Regions from separate parts of the Mus musculus genome. Here region 1 is linked to region 2. The links are chromatin contacts, called in public HiChIP or PLAC-seq maps. All regions are on one chromosome and are shown on one strand. The core of a region is the stretch at or near the end of the contact, and the rest is flanking DNA. Distances in the headings are between cores, read along the strand shown. Region 1 holds the start of Rps2 (ribosomal protein S2). Region 2 holds the start of Npw (neuropeptide W).

Region 1 (2,700 bases), core at 33-2,532, 62 kb before region 2:
AGCAGAGCTAAGAGAGGCCACAGTTAATTGTGAGATACCTACCAAAGTTGCCCAGGGTGGCAGTGCAGCCTCTGGCTGAAGTGTAGCAGTCATCTATACCGGCCATCATCAGGAGCTTCTTGGGCACAGGAGCAGAGACAATGCCAGTGCCTCTGGGGGCAGGGATGAGACGCACCAGCACAGAGCCACAGCGGCCTGTCACCTTGCATGGAACAGTGTGGGGCTTGCCAATCTTGTTCCCCCAGTAGCCTCTCCGCACAGGGACGATGGAAAGCTTGGCCAAGATGATGGCCCCTCGGATGGCAGTGGCAACCTCCTTGGAGCACTTAACACCAAGACCAACGTGACCATTGTAGTCCCCAATAGCGACGAAAGCCTATGAGAAGACTTAGGTGAAATGGCTGGAGACAGGTCATGGCACCAGCACATCCCAAAGAGGACCTGTGGTGCTCCTCTAGGCAAGAGAGGCCACTGTGAGGCCAATCCAAAGTCCTGAAGGAACTCGTTTTCTCTCTCTCTCCGTACGAAAGTCACACGGGTAAAACCTTGTGTAACCATGCAGAGTGAGAGAGTTTTGCTCAACCTCACGGCCAAAAAAGCAATCTTAACCAACCTTGAACCTGGTCCGCTGGCCAGCCCGAGTCTGCTTCTGCACTGGCATGATTTTCAGAACCTCATCCTTTAGGGACGCACCCAGGAAGAAATCAATGATCTCAGACTCCTTAATGGGCAGGGAGAACAGGTAGATCTCCTCCAAGGACTTGATCTTCATGTCCTTAACCAGACGGCCCAGCTTGGTGACGGGGATCCACTGAAGGAAGAAGACACCAGTCAAAGGGCTGCCTCTCGGTGCAGGGGCGAGCAGCCCGCCCCGCCAGCGGCCCAGACCTACCTCCTTGTCTTCAGCTTTACCTCCACGAGCCCCGCGGCCTCGACCACGGCCACGGCCTCGGCCACGACCACGGCCCCTAAGACCGCTGCCGAATCCTCCGCGGAAGCCGCCGCGGCCACCTAATCCTGGGCCCCCGGGTCCTCCGGGCCCTCCCGCTGCACCGGCGTCATCCGCCATTTGCTAGTGACAAAAAGAAGAGGAAAAAAAGGAAATCAGCAGAACGCTAGGCTGTGCGGTCCTGCCAAAACTGTGTCTGTCCGGATGTCCACGGATTCCCACGGCCCAGGCCGCAAAGCCAGGTCCCAGCAACATAGACTCACGTGTTCTCCCGAAGAAGAAGAAGAGGGAGGCGCCGCGGAAGGGACAATTTATAGTGCTCCAAGAAGCGCGAGATCTCGACTGCCTACGCACAGCACCCGCAGGCTGTGGTTGGCTGCGTCTTGTCCCGCCCCCGCCGTGATCTGTCTGCGCCTGCGGACTTTCCCTCGCCGAAGCCGCGCCCTACACCAGCCGGAAGGACGTATAAATACTCGCGCCCGCGCTGGGCCGTCCCGCTTGTGTCCAGGAACCCGTGGCGACGTTGGCGTGTTCGGGTAAGTCGCTCCTCACGGGCTTCTCCAGGCTTACGCAGTTGATCCAGTAAATGGGCGTTCGTTGAAAATCACCCTCGGCTTTGGCTTGTAGCCGGGGGTGAGATTCGGCGCCCAGAGCCACAGAGGCCTCAGCTCACCGCCCGCTGCCCCGGTGTGGGAGGGTGAAACCCAGGCCCCTACATTCCAGAGCGACTCTGCTGCCCCGCGGTCCGCCCTGTGGCCACAGTCTTAACCGCCTCATTTATTTCGCAGGTTCCCCTGGATATGGACGTTGCCGCCGCCTCCCGCAAGAATTGTCCTCTTTTCTCAAATAAAGTGATTTAACCTAACTTATCGTATGTTGGTGTTTTTTGGTTTTGGTTTTTCGAGATAGGGTTTCTCTGTATAGCCCTGGCTGTCCTGGAACTCACTCTGTAGACCAGGCTGGCCTCGAACTCAAAAATCCGCCTGCCGCTGCCTCCCAAGTGCTGGGATTAAAGGCGTCCGCCACCACGCCCGACGAGACATTTTTTTAAAAGATTTATGTATGTGAGTACACACTGTAGTTGTACAGATGGTTGTGAGCCTTCATGTGGTTGTTGGGAATTGAATTTAGGACCTCTGCTTGCTCTGGCCCAAAGATTTATTTATTATTTTAAGTTCACTGTAGCTGTCTTCAAACACACCAGAAGAGGGCATCAGATCTCAAGGGTGGTTGTGAGCCACCATGTGGTTACTGGAATTTGAACTCAGTACCTTTGGAAGGGTAGTCGGTGCTCTTACCCACTGAGCCACAGCCCGACGTTTTTTAAAAGATGACCACCTACGCTAAAATAAATTTACAGGAATGTGTTTGCATTTTTTTTTCAAGTAGGGTACCAGTGGTGACCACTAAAGTTCACCTTAGTAAACCAATAAAAATCTCAGTTTACTGAGCGTGTGGCCCCACAACAGTCCAGGTCAGATCATGACCTGGAGTGGCCTTTATGTATACTGTTGTAGCTCCCAAGATGGCCTTCACTGAAAGGGTATGAAACAGTATTTCGTTGTGTAGCTCTGGCTGTCCTGGAACTCACTTTAGATCAGACTGGCCTCAAATTCAAAGAGATGCCTCTGCCTCCTCTGTTGAGATTAAAGGAATGTACCACCACCACGGCCTGGCTAAAAGGAAGACTTTGATGGAATGTTAGCAGCTCCACTACTGTTGTCTTAGACCTACCTCATGTCCTTACTATG
Region 2 (2,961 bases), core at 330-2,829:
ACCTGCATGTATGTTTCTGGACTACATCCATGCCTGGTGCCTGAAAAGGCCAAAGAGGAACTAGAGGTACAGACATATGAACCACATATAGGTGCTGAGAATCAAGATTATGTCCTCTGGAAGAGCAGCCACTTCTCCTAACTGCTGGCCCATCTCCCCACTGATTTGGAGTGCGCAGCAGCTCCTGGGGACCTAAGTGGCCAGGCAGTGGGCGATGTCATGCTGAGCCTCCTGCCCACTCCTCTCTCCAGGCTGCTCTCTCCAAGACTAGGGCTCCCATAGGAACAGGCGGTTCCTTTGGTTTGAAGATCAAAATAAGGTGTTTCAAATTGGAAATGGTGGCCTGTATCTATAAACCTAGCCCTGGAGGTAGAAACAGGAGGGTCAGAAGTTCAAAGTTATTCTTAGCTGCATAGCATGCTCAAGGCCAGTCCGGGCTGTATGAGAACTTCTCAACTAGAGGCTTGAGGGATGTCTTAGTGGGTAAGTGCTAGAGGAGTGAGGTGACTAAAGCCATTTTAGTGGAGTCTTGAAGTTTATAGAAATTTGCTAGGAAAAGAGATAAGGGAGGAATATTCTTTTTTTGTTTGTTTGTTTGGTTGGTTTTTCGAGACAGGGTTTCTCTGTATAGCCCTGGCTGTCCTGGAACTCACTTTTTAGACCAGGCTGGCCTCGAACTCAGAAATCCACCTGCCTCTGCCTCCCAAGTGCTGGGATTAAAGTGCGCCACCATGCCCAACTGGAATATTCTTATATACAGGTGAACAAGTCACCTGCTGTGGGGCTAAGCCCTTCCCCTGATTGACTTTGGCTGGGGAGGAGGTCTTGTGCCAAGATATTGTTACAGAGGAGGCTCTGGAGTTTGGTAGGGCCCAGTCAAGCCTCCTGGGGCTGAGGGTTCCAGGAGGAACCTCTTAACATTCTAGCTCTCCAGAAACCACAGGGATGGCTTCATGTGGCCAAACTGTCCTGCCTGCTTGCTTTCCTGCCTTCCTAGCTCCCCGCACCCCCATCTCTTTGATTTCCTTCTTCTTCCTAGAGCTAGGGTCACATAATCAGGCTGTTTTGAACTCAAGATCCATGCTGGGATGATAGGAACGTGTTCCCATGCCTCAGCCCCAAGCTCAAGGTCTCCAAGTATTAAGCTACCTGTAGTGCAGACTGGGTTTGGGTGGGATCTCAGGAGCTGTACTAGGTAAGAAGAGGTACAGCCCTCAGGGAAGAGTGGCCCCACGCGCAAAACTGCCCTATGCTAGCCCACCAGAACTCTGCTGTCTCCTCTCCTTAAGTGCTCCAGTTGAAGCAACTCCTACCAAGGGGGCATCCTTTTGCCCCTGGCAGCCCATTCTTGTATTCTGAGACCGTGGTACCGGAACTCCCTCCTTGACAGTTCCCTTTCTGGGGGCGAGGAAAGAGTAAGCAAGGAGATCCCCCACTAGAGCTTCAAACACAGTCCAGCTTGCGAACTACTCATTGAGAGGCTTCTAGCTGCCTGGGTTCCCTCTTCACCTCCCTCTCCATCCTCCTCTCCCTTGGGTGAGTGCGACATGTGCGGCGGGGGCGATCCGGGGCGGGGCCACTGAAAGGCTGTAGTCGCACCAACTGACTGGTCTTCTCCATCCTCTGGAGCTCCGACGTTCTCGTTCTCGGAGACATAAACCCAGTTCTTGTCCTAACCCTCCAAGGGGCAATTGACGTGAGCGCGCTGGCGTCTAACAGAGAAGTGCGGGGCCCTGGGCCCGGGACTCCCAGGAACCGGCCCCTGCTGCCCCTGCTGCTGCTTCTGCTCTTGCTACCGCTGCCCGCCAGCGCCTGGTATAAGCACGTGGCGAGTCCCCGCTATCACACAGTGGGTCGTGCCTCCGGGCTGCTCATGGGGCTGCGCCGCTCGCCCTACCAGTGGCGCCGTGCCCTGGGCGGGGCTGCTGGACCCCTCTCCCGGCTCCCAGGACCGGTCGCCCGCGGCGCTCTCCTGCTTCCTTCCTCAGGGCAGGAGCTGTGGGAGGTACGAAGCAGGAGCTCACCTGCAGGGCTTCCCGTCCATGCACCCTGGAGTCCGCGGGACCTGGAGGGAGTCCGCCAACCGGAGCAGTCGCTAAGCCTTCACTCCTGGATCTCAGAGGAGCCCGCTGCTAGGTAAGTAGGAAAGAGAGGAGGTGGGCGTGGCATCTGGCAAGGGAATTTCCAGGGGTCTTAGACCACACAAGACCGCGAGCCTATGGGTACTGGTGGGTTTTTGTTGTTGTTGTTTTTGTTTTTTCCCTTTTTCTTGTAGCTCAGGCTGAACTCCTCCTGATCCTTCTCCCACATACCAAGTGATAGGATTACAAGTGTGCACCACCACACTCGGTTTACGTGGTACTAGAAATGGAACCCAGGACGTCACATATGCTAAGCAAGCACTCTGCCTACTGAGTTATACCCTGTTTTCCAGCCCCCCCCTTTTGATATTATGCTTCCCTATCTTCCTGGTTGCTGATTTTACATGTGTGGGCCACTACGCCCCCCCTACCCATTCTGTTTCCCATCACGTTAGGAGAATTTCCCAGAGTTCCTTCCATATCAACCTGAGGACAGAATGGAGAGCCTTGCCCCTGTCTCTAGAGTCCTGCTTTGTTCTTTCTAGAGCCTTCGGAGAGACGCTTCGTGCCCAGCCATGGTTCCTGCAGCAAGTCATCTTTGCCGATCCTGTCAGGCCCAAGAACCGATGGCGCCCCCATGCTTGACCTAGGCAGGAGCACAGCTTGAAGCTCCAGTCAGGCCTCGTGGTCTGGTCAATAAAACCAACCTGATTCCTGCGCCCCCGCGTGTGACCCTTTTTCTCATTGTGTACTTAGCATCTAGCTTCAGAGCGCACATAGCTGCGCGCCTACGCCCTGGCAAATGTCAGGAAGCCCTCCCTGACCAGACCAGCTCATCCGTTTGTCCTTAGGGACAGACACAGTGCGGAGAGCAAAGCTG

Evidence for each region. HiChIP or PLAC-seq counts read pairs in DNA pulled down with a chosen protein or histone mark.
Region 1: a contact with region 2 is called in an RNA polymerase II HiChIP or PLAC-seq map of embryonic stem cells, with 24 read pairs. The contact joins the promoter of Rps2 here to the promoter of Npw in region 2. A contact is called at or near these places in 2 of 39 promoter capture datasets (erythroid cells and macrophages), 7 of 484 Hi-C or Micro-C datasets (CD8 T cells, Sertoli cells, bone marrow-derived macrophages and 4 more), 8 of 115 datasets of contacts at active chromatin or transcription factors (bone marrow-derived dendritic cells, effector CD8 T cells, embryonic stem cells and 3 more) and 3 of 9 other capture datasets (adipose tissue, liver and pancreatic islet).

Annotation. Positions count from the first base shown.
Region 1 is chr17:24,718,645-24,721,344 of GRCm38.p6, reverse strand. It overlaps Rps2 (ribosomal protein S2), which reads right to left and starts at 1,282. Exons shown (of 6, transcript NM_008503.5): 1 at 1,213-1,282; 2 at 893-1,072; 3 at 614-811; 4 at 43-376. The coding sequence starts at 1,069. Snhg9 (small nucleolar RNA host gene 9) reads left to right here and starts at 1,380. Exons shown (of 2, transcript NR_027900.2): 1 at 1,380-1,485; 2 at 1,738-1,814. Snora78 (small nucleolar RNA, H/ACA box 7) reads left to right here and starts at 1,513; the gene lies at 1,513-1,669. Snora64 (small nucleolar RNA, H/ACA box 64) reads right to left here and starts at 556; the gene lies at 440-556.
Region 2 is chr17:24,657,170-24,660,130 of GRCm38.p6, reverse strand. It overlaps Npw (neuropeptide W), which reads left to right and starts at 1,579. Exons shown (of 2, transcript NM_001099664.2): 1 at 1,579-2,136; 2 at 2,627-2,802. The coding sequence starts at 1,706. The coding sequence ends at 2,726.